3 separate regions of the Mus musculus genome follow, and regions 2 and 3 are each linked to region 1. The links are chromatin contacts, called in public promoter capture Hi-C maps. All regions are on one chromosome and are shown on one strand. The core of a region is the stretch at or near the end of the contact, and the rest is flanking DNA. Distances in the headings are between cores, read along the strand shown.

Region 1 (3,281 bases), core at 388-2,887:
CAAGCAGCTACAGCCATTTCCACCAACCGTGTCCACTTCTCTTATCAATGAGAGCCCTAAAAGGAAGCATGGAGCTATAGCTACCACAGTGGGGAGGAAAAGCCCACGCAGCACCATAGCCAACAAGCTGCGGAGCTAGATGAAGCTGGGTATTCACAGGCCCCAGGCAGACCTAGTGCGTCCCCAGTCCCACTACCAGCACTGGCCGGTCCGCCGCAGGAACCGACGCACCGCTAAAAACATGCGCTGCCAGAAGCGCTCCGAGCCCAGGCGACCCCGATCCATCAGCGCGTCTGTCAGCCCAACTCTTCCAGACTCTTCTCTGCGCTCCATAGAGGTCCGCGTGCCCCAAGCCTCGGCCCCCAGAATCTTCACAGCGATACCTGGGTGTCCCGCACAGGACCCGGGAACTCGGCGTCGCATCCTCCCTCCTGAGCTCCCCAGGACCGACCCCGCCGCCTGCACGCGGCCGCACAAAGCGCGCCTCCTTGCCGGCCGGGACAAAGCGGGCCGGGGCGCCGGCTGCACCTACCTGGGTGCGGAGCGCCTGCCGGGCACGGGGAGCGCGGCTAGTGGGGGCACACTTGTCGCCGCGCCCACAGCCCGGTCGCGAGGGGTGGTTGCGGGAGGTTACTGGCGGCGGTGGCGGGGCGGCCCAGGGCGCACGGCAGGAGGGCGCTGTCACAGGGCGCGAGCGGCGCGGGGGGCGCGCGGGGCCGGCGGCCGCGGGGCGCGTGGCGGCTGCGCGCGGGCGCGAGCGGCGGGACTGCGGCGCCGCGGAAGGAGGACAATAGCCTCCCCCTGCCGCAGGCCGTCGGCTCCCGCGGGAGGCCCGGGACCATCTGGAGCTCGCGGCCCCGCGGGGCTTGGGGCGGGGCGCGAGTCATCCCCCTCCCCACCCGGCGTCATGGCAACCGCGGCCCCTCTAGGTTCCTGCAGTAGTTCTCCGGTAGGGGGTCTCTGACCTTCCCCGGGGCAAACGCAGGACGTTCGCTCCTTCGCCAGTTCCCGACCCCCCACTGTCTTCCGCGTGGATGCCCCGATTGACCCCCACCTTCCGGTCCTCGCCAGCCCCGCGACACCCTTGGGCGTCTGGGTACCACCCACAGTTAACCAGGCTTATTCTTCCCAGTTTGGAATTCCACCTTTGTCTCTGTCGCGCCTTTGCCTGGATGCGCAACCCCTTTAAATGTCACTTACCTCCGAGGTTTCCCCGAGATGCGGCCTCCGTTTCCTTTTCAAAGGTCCCTTTTGGGGCACCTCCAGGCCATCTCGCTTAAGCGTTTCTCTCTGCCTTGCCCCCTTTCTCTCGTCCTCCTTCTGGCAGGTAGGCTGGCCCGCTTTCCAAAAGCATCTCCATGGTGCTCCTGGAGATTCGCCTTCTCACAAATCAGATTCTCGGAACCGTCATCACAGCGGCTCCTCAGCTCCTCTCATTTATCAACCAGGAGAATTCCGGCCTAGTCACTGTCTTAAGGGGGTTGGGGGCAGGGATGGACATTTCTAGTCCTAGCACGGCCGGGTTTCTTCCTGGTTTATTAGCAGCTGAGTGGTCTACGGTTTAATGGCATTAACCAAGGTGAGCTGCTATCTGCCTAGGAGAGGAAGGAAATATGCCCAAATCAGAGCAAATGCACAGAGTGGGTGCTAGCAGTGGGTGCTAAAAGTGCGTTATGTCATGTGACACTCCCACCCCCACTCCAGCTCTGAAAGTACTGTTCCTCCAGATTGGAGAGCTAACTAAGCTCAGGGAGGTACCAGAAGGGAGAAAAAAAAAAAAAAAAAAAAAAAAAGATGGATTTTTGTAGCAAGCCTTTGGGTTCTATACTCCTGAGAAGAGCTAGGCCCTTTCATACACTAGGAATGCCTGAGATGGACAAGAAAGGACCACAAAAAGAATGTTCTTTCAGTGAATTATTGAGCTTAGGGTATTAAAATAGCTTTATCGTTAACTAAATTTTACCATTTTGCTTCTTTCTGGGAAGGTATGCATATCTAAAACAGCTACATGTAATCACACTACTTTTCAGGTATGATTTTCACAGAGTAAGATCACTGTGTTCAATGTAGTTTTAAAAAATCTGTAAAGTAAAACAAAACCTTGCTACCACCACCAAACAGTTGCATTGTTTTATCCATCTGGCCCTGGTTTTCCTCGTGTATAAAGTGGGTTGGGGAGGGACTGGGGAGTTTTGTTAAACTGCTAATCAGATCTGAGATTCTATCATTAAACGGGAATTTAGCCTTCTGTAAACTGTATTTCAGGGTGTTTATGATTTTTAAAAAGTCACTTATGTAGAATGTGCTACGCCTTTAATCCCAGAGTTCAGAAAGAGGCAGAGACAGGCAAATCCTGAGTTCAAAGCCAGCCTGCTCTACATGGGAATTCCAGGCCAGCCAAGAATTTGTAATTACAAACAAAACAAAAAAACTACCTCACTCCATCCAGCAGTGTAAACATGAGCTTCTCCTGACCCCAGAGCCGGAGTAGTCAGGATGTTCAGGACTAGGCCAAGCTGTACATGATAGTCGTCATGGAAACATGGCCAGGAGACATTAAAACTGATGATGAGATGGGAATCAGCTCAGCATCAGGCAAACTGCAAACCTTTCGTTTCTGTGGCTCAGGATTCTGGGAACTGAGGGTCTCAGAGACAGCCTGTTAGGTTGTGGTTAGAGTAGGCAAGGGTGATATTAGGTCTTGTGATTGACCAAAAGAATAGTGTTTTTAAATTAATTCTTCATTCCAGTATTGCACAATCTTTTGAAAAACCTTAAAAGCATTCTAATTTTCACTCTTATTAATAATCAAAATGATATTCAGACACCTAAGTGGAAGTCCAAATTAACCAAGTTAACTTACGGCAGAGACTCCTTATCTTGTGATTCTTAGTCTGTTCAGAGAAAGAGTAGGGCAGAAGAATTAAAAGTATAGATTTGGGGTCTGGGGTAGCCCAGTGGTCGATCAGTGGCCTTGCACAAGGCCTTGAGTTCAATCCCTAGTACCAGGGGCAGCATTGGCCTTGGAGTTGGATGCCCTGAGGTTAATATCTACTTGGGAACTGTGAGTGCTGGTTCACACAATTAAGCCAAGCACCCAGTAGGCTGAAGCTTGAAGGTTAGAGGATCAGCCTGGACTACAAAGTGAGACTTGTCTCCAAACAAACCAACAAACCTGGTTTTGTAGCATGTCCTTAAATCTGTACTTAGGGGGGCTGGTGAGATGGCTCAGCAGGTAAGAGCACCCGACTGCTTTTCCAAAGGTCCGGAGTTCAAATCCC
Region 2 (3,281 bases), core at 548-3,047, 510 kb after region 1:
CCATGTGGTTGCTAAGAATTGAACTCAGGTCCTCCGGAAGAGCAGCCAGTGCTCTTAACCACTGAGCCATCTCTCTAGGCCCTCCTTTTTCTATTTTTTTGAGACAGGGTCTTGCTATATAGCCCAGGCTGGCCTCTCAAGTTCTCGAGTCGCTAGTGGTAGGATTATAGGCATGAGCCACCATACCTGGCTCAACACCTATTTATTGATCCTAGGCTGGGTGGGAAGTACACAGAGCAATAAACAAAACAGAAGCAGTTCCTGCCCACATGCAGCAGCCACAACAGCAGGAAGCACAAATATTAAACACAGAGGAAACTGGGACACACCATGGCTCAAAGCCTAGGGTTTTCTCTGCTGAGGGAACCTTTGCTGTTGAGCCCAGGAAGAGAAGTCAGCATGGGAGAAGCAGGCTACAGCCTTGGAAGCAGCCAGAGTGGCCGCTAAGAGCCTGGCAGGGCTATGGAGATAGGTGATCATGTGGGGTAGGAGACAGTGAAGACCTCTGTGGGACCTGGATCCTCAAAGTTCCTGATCAAGAGACTGGACTTTGCCAGGAGAGTTAAGCCCACCGGGGGGGGGGGGGGGGGCGGGTCACTGAGGACTGTGTCTGGACAGTGAAAGGAGGACAGTGGAGACAGAAGGAGGGCCACTTTGCCATCTGTTTGGGAAATGAAGCAGCCAGAATCCACCGAAGACGTGAGCAAGTGAGGAGGAGAGGATGCTGGTAATCCCCTAACTCCCAGTCTAACAGAGAACTGGACACCTCTGCGTTGTATGCAGCTTGCCTTGGATGTGGAAAGGGAAAGCCGCCTCCTCCCCGGAGGCTCTAGGAAAGAAGCACTTGGAGAGGGAGAGGAGCCTAGAAAAACAAAGAGGGGCTAGGTAACAAACACACCCTCCCCACTACCCACAGGCCCGCAGGGGGATGGGCAAGGGTTGCTCTAGGCATTTGAACTACCTCCCAGAGCAAGGTGAATGCGTCCCAGCTGAAAATCTTCATCCTTCCACACTGTCTGGGTAATTGGTAAAATGTACATAAACCAAACCCCGCGTAGTACTTAAGCCTTCCCAGGGCTTCCCAGTTCATCCCTTCAGCTCTGCCTCCCCACCCCTTACCGCACAAGGCTCGGGACACCCCATTCACCCATATTCGCCTACCCCCATTGTGCTTCTGCTTCTGCCCCTCCTTCTGACAAGTCCATCCTTCCACCCTTTTCTGTCCCAGAACCTTCTCATCTTTCCATGTATTTACGAAGGTCAGTGAAGGATCCTGAAAGCAAAATGAACAGCCCCTTCTCATCGCTCTTGAAGCGAGTTACGTTTTTTGAGGGGAGCTGGTGGTTGCTGCCACAACAGAATCCCCAGCCCAGATTGAGCGCGGACTATCTTGATTTGACCCTGTAACCCCACACACTAAAGTTAGCGACCCGGGAGGGTCTACACTTCCCACGTTAGGGCTCTGGTCCAGAGCTCGATCCTTGGTGCAGACACCTTGCTCCTCCATCTAGTATGCCCTTCACCTATGCCCAGTGCAGCCCAGTGGAGCTGCAGAGCTCTGCAGGGTGTGCAGGGCTCGGGTTCGGGTGGGAGAATCAGACCTGAGGAAGGACACAGGAGCAAGCCCTCCGCAGTCACGTGACCCGGGCCACACCCAATGAACCGACTAGATCACGTGACACCGAGCTTAGGAACGTTTTTCTCACGTGACGGAGAAACCCCGGGTGAACCAATAAGGAAGCGGAGGCCAGGCCGGCAGCGGGGAGGGGACGGTGCGCGGGAAGGGAACTTTAGGCAGTCGTAGTAGCTGCTGGGACTCATTATATGTCCTATCCCGTCCCGGTTCGTGTGCAAAACAAGCTCGATTTTTGTGCTTATGTACTATGAAGTGCCTGATCACCGGGGGCAACGTGAAGGGTAAGTTTGGACCTACCTTGCAGCAGACCACGTGAGCAAGCCCCAGGAGTCCCCCTAACCACTTTCTGTTCTCCTCCCCGCAGTGCTGGGCAAGGCTGTCCATTCGCTATCCCGAATCGGGGACGAGCTCTATCTGGAACCCTTGAAGGACGGGGTAAGGGACTGGGACGCAGGGATGGGGGCGGATTCAATGGTGAATGGGGAGCCTAGGCTTGGTGTTCATTCGGCCTTACAGGGATGGTGGACAGATATTCCGGCGCAGTTTATTATCTCTTGGGTTGTTCGGACATCGGCTTGGGCCCAGTCTTCTGAGGCTGCATGTCTATACAGAGGGTACTTGCTCTTCCTAGAACGCCTAGTGGCAGGCAAGGTGGGGCTAAAGTAACTTAAGGGAAAAGCAATTTTGCCTGCTTTTTGTGTCTCAGCTCTCCCTACGGACTGTGAACTCGTCCCGTTCTGCCTATGCCTGCTTCCTTTTTGCCCCACTCTTCTTCCAGCAGTACCAGGCGGCTTCCCCTGGTCAGGACCTGCTGCGCTGTAAGATCCTGATGAAGGTAAGGGCCACCTGAAGCAGCTCCACAGCTGTGCCTCTGTGCCAGGTACTCAGTAAATGATGAGTTTGACTAGGGAGTTAGTCTCATATGGGAGCTATTCCATGCAACATGCAGTGAGGTAAAGATGTTTAGACCGTAGAGGGCTATCTAAGATCTGTGGAGAGGGTGGTGACATTGGTCAAGAAAAGGTTAGTGGCCCTTCCCAGCAAAGAGACCAGCATGGGCAAGGCAGCATGGGAGTGTGCAGACACCACAGCTTTGTGGGGCCAGTGATGGGGCCAGGGCCTACATGGGATGTAGAGCTGGGCCGTGGAAGCAGTGTGCCAGACTGATGTCCTACCCTGCCCAGGCCTTCCTGTCCGTCTTCCGCTCTCTGGCAATTGTGGAGAAGTCTGTGGAGAAGTGCTGTATCTCCCTCAGTGGCAGCCACAGCCACCTGGTGGTCCAGCTCCACTGCAAGTATGGTGAGCAAGCGGCCTGCCCAAAGAGTTCCTCTGTGGGTGTGGAGGCAGTGGCAGTGGAGGTTGCCAAGCCCTGAGACCATTTCCCTTATCCAGGGGTCAAGAAGACACACAACCTCTCCTTCCAGGACTGTGAGTCCCTGCAGGCTGTCTTCGACCCAGCCTCATGCCCTCACTTATTGCGCACCCCAGCACGGTAAGCACCCCTGCTTCAAACTTCGCCTGAGTCTCTCCTACCTTTAGGGCTTTAATGTCATTCTAGGAATGCTCCATTTTCAGCAGGCCTGGCTAGCCTATGCCTGTCATCGTAGCAGTTCTTAGATTGAGGTGGGAGGATCAGAAGTTTCTA
Region 3 (3,281 bases), core at 326-2,825, 280 kb after region 1:
GACACCCCCTTCTGGATTCTACAGGCAAACACATATGCACACACATTATTTTAAAAAATAATAAAGGGTAAGTAATTAAGAGCACTTGTTGCTCTTGCAGAAGACCAAGGCTTAGTTCCCAGCACCCATGTGGTGGTTCACAACCATCCATAACTCTGGCTCCAGGAGATTGGACATCTTCTCTTGAACTCTATGGGCATCAGACATGCATATGTGGTGCACATACATACATGCAGGCAAAATACTCATACATATATAATAAGCTAAAACTTTTTAAAATGAATACATTTTTAGGTATATGGCCTGGAGATGACTGAGAGGTTAAGAGCACTGACTGCTCTTCTAGGGGATCCTGCACCGGGGACCTGAGGTCTTCTTCCGGCCTCCACAGGCACAGTGTGCGTGTGATACAAACAAAACATCCACGCACATTAAACAAAAGAAAAGGGGCTGGTGAGATGGCTCAGTGGGTAAGAGCACCCGACTGCTCTTCTGAAGGTCCGGAGTTCAAATCCCAGCAACCACATGGTGGCTCACAACCATCTGTAACGAGATCTGATGCCCTCTTCTGGAGTGTCTGAGGACAGCTACAGTGTACTTACATATAATAAATGAATAAATCTTAAAAAAACAAAAACAAAAAAAAAGAAAAAACAGTGCTAGACATGGTGGCACACGCCTTTAATTCCAGTACCCAGGAGGCAGAGGCAGGTAATCTATAGGAGTTTAAGGCCAACCTGGTCTACACAGTGAGCTATTCATATTGAATTCAGGGATTCATAGTGAGACCCTGTCAAAAAACAAAAAATAAAAAAAACAAATCAAAAAGCTTGGCAGGCCTTAGATGTGTCTGGGCTTGATAGATACAGTGAAACTCAGAACAAGACAGCAACTTGTTCCGGGTCACACAGAAGTGTGGCCACTGAGTCTCTGCCCTGGCTCTCATTCCAATGGCTCCTGCCTAAGTCACCCGCAGGCTAGAACACTGGCTTTTTTCCCTTCTGACTCTGCTGAGAGTGCTGGGTGACTCAGAGGCTGTCTGCCTAGCCTGGGCCTGCTTTAAGTCATGTGAACTATAAAGTCCAACTCTAGCAGCTCTTGCCCGTCCACTCCATTTCTGCCTTTGCTGGTGGTCAGAGGCCTCTCATGATGCCCTAGAATCAAGAGGGCTTCCCAAGGCTACCCTCAAGGATCAAAGAGGCAATCCTTTGAGATCTTCTGCTCAGCCATGGCACAGCCCCTCACCCACTGCTTGCCAAGGCCTCCACACAAGCAGTACATGGTCAGGTTCCCTTGGGCAGTGACAGCATTAGAAAAGACAACGGTATGGATGTGGCAACAGCAACAAACAAAAAACTTGCCATGCCTGGCATGGTAACAATCCCAGAACTTAAGGACAGGCAAGAGGGTCTCTGAGTTTAAAGTCACCCCTGTCTACATAGTTAAGTTCCCCCAACTAGCCAGGGGTACACAGTGAGACCGTCTCGAAAAAGTAAAAAGGACATGCCATGGAGTGTGCACTGTACTGGCACTTACATGAGTATTTGTTAACTTACGCTGTTTTTCTTGGATCATTCTCTATTAGAGTGGCAGCTCTGGGGTGGAGCCTAGGTAGTCGGTTACGTGCATTCCTCAGCAAACCTCTGTACCAGGCCCTCGTGGGCATTAGGGACGGATGGGAGGGAAGTGGGGGAGGGGGACAGTGGTGCCTGTGATGCAGTGGAAACAGTGGGTAGATTCTGCATTCTCCTAGAAGCCAGAGCCCCAGGATTGCTGATGGATTGCAGGTGGATAAGAGAGAGGTTGGAGCACAGCAAGCAGAAGGCAGTTACCTCTTCCCCAGGGTAGGGAGCAGCCTGGGACAGATAGGGTGGGGTTGAACAGGCCTATGGTAGCTGAGCTGCAGGTCCCTATAGGGAATGTGGGGTTGGCCTGGGAAACCATTGAGGAGCCACCAGTTGGGCAGGGTACAGCCAAGGGACCTGAGGAGGCCACCCAGGGAGACAGACCAGCTAGTGAAGAGGAGAGCCTATGGGTGAGGAGGGGCAGAGTGGGAAGAACTGGGAGAGCCAGAAGAGCAGGTCCTGAATCCAACGCAGGCTGCTCTAAAGGAAGCCGTCCTGGGGTCTAGGTTCTCACAGGCTTGGTCCAGCTGAGGTCTCACAGTTGGGTTCAGTGGAGCCCAGCAGCCCCTTCCCAAGGACAGACTTGGTGAACAGAGAGTATGGAGAGACTACCTGGGCTCCATTTAGACCCAGGATCCAGAGAATTTTAGCAGCCTTTCCTGAGTGGCCCACCAAACAGCCATGTACTCCTGAAGATGAGAAATCTCCTCTTTATCTCTGGTGCCCTAGATGTGTGGTCAAGGCTAAAATAACTCATCCCTAATGTTCTTCTGTGGGTCCTCCCTCCTGTTGAGGCAAAGGTCTTCTATGTAGCCCTGACTGGCTTTGAACTCAAGAGATCTGCCTGTCTCTGACTCCTAAGTACCTGTGTCAATGGAATTTAGGTGTATTATGTCACCACACCCAGAAAGCTTGCTTTTTCTTTCCTTTCCTTTTCTTTTCTTTTCTTTTCTTTTCTTTTCTTTTCTTTTCTTTTCTTTTCTTTTCTCTTCTCTTCTTTTCTTTTCTTTTTTCTCTTTTCTTTCTCTCTTTCTTTCTCTCTCTTTCCTTCCTTCCTTCCTTCCTTCCTTCCTTCCTTCCTTCCTTCCTTTCTTTCTTTCTTTCTTTTTGAGACACGGTTTCTCTGTATAGCCCTGGCTGTCCTGGAACTCACTGTAGATCAGGCTGGCCTCAAACTCAGAAATTCGCCTGCCTCTGCCTCCCAAGTACTAGGATTAAAGAAAGGCATGAGCCACTGTTGCCTGACTTTTTTTTTTTAAGATTTATTTATTTTTATTATATGTAAGTACATTGTAGCTGTCTTCAGACATTCCAGAAGAGGGAGTCAGATCTCGTTACAGATGGTTGTGAGCCACCATGTGGTTACTGGGATTTGAACTCTGGACCTTTGGAAGAGCAGTCGGGTGCTCTTACCCACTGAGCCATCTCACCAGCCCTTTTTTTTTTTTTAAAGATTTATTTATTTATTATATGTAAGTACACTGTAGCAGCCTTCAGACACTCCAGAAGAGGGAGTCAGATCTCGTTATGGATGGTTTTGAGCCACCATGTGGTTGCTGGGACTTGAACTCCAGACCTTTGGAAGAGCAGTCGGGTGCTCTTACCCACTGAGCCATCTCACCAGCTCTGACTTTTTTTTTCTTTTTTTTTTTTTTC

What was found. Promoter capture Hi-C pulls out the DNA fragments that hold promoters and counts their contacts.
Region 2: a promoter capture Hi-C map of neural stem cells shows a contact between it and region 1. A contact is called at or near these places in 1 of 39 promoter capture datasets (neural stem cells) and 1 of 130 datasets of targeted methods (pancreatic cancer cells).
Region 3: a promoter capture Hi-C map of hematopoietic stem and progenitor cells shows a contact between it and region 1, with 5 times the contacts expected there. A contact is called at or near these places in 12 of 39 promoter capture datasets (the 3T3-L1 cell line, the C10 cell line, cranial neural crest and 7 more), 2 of 130 datasets of targeted methods (embryonic stem cells and kidney) and 1 of 9 other capture datasets (adipose tissue).

The regions. Positions count from the first base shown.
Region 1 is chr19:4,709,564-4,712,844 of GRCm38.p6, reverse strand. Sptbn2 (spectrin beta, non-erythrocytic 2) reads right to left here and starts at 1,637. Exons shown (of 37, transcript NM_021287.2): 1 at 1,201-1,637.
Region 2 is chr19:4,200,119-4,203,399 of GRCm38.p6, reverse strand. It overlaps Rad9a (RAD9 checkpoint clamp component A), which reads left to right and starts at 1,797. Exons shown (of 11, transcript NM_011237.2): 1 at 1,797-1,917; 2 at 2,001-2,071; 3 at 2,343-2,471; 4 at 2,821-2,935; 5 at 3,029-3,128. The coding sequence starts at 1,884. Gm30082 (a long non-coding RNA gene) reads right to left here and starts at 1,692. Exons shown (of 4, transcript XR_388289.3): 1 at 1,602-1,692; 2 at 1,162-1,273; 3 at 962-1,016; 4 at 160-862.
Region 3 is chr19:4,428,170-4,431,450 of GRCm38.p6, reverse strand. The region is part of intron 3 of Rhod (ras homolog family member D); the gene reads left to right. Among named protein-coding and RNA genes, the nearest start is that of A930001C03Rik, 9.5 kb to the left of the region's middle.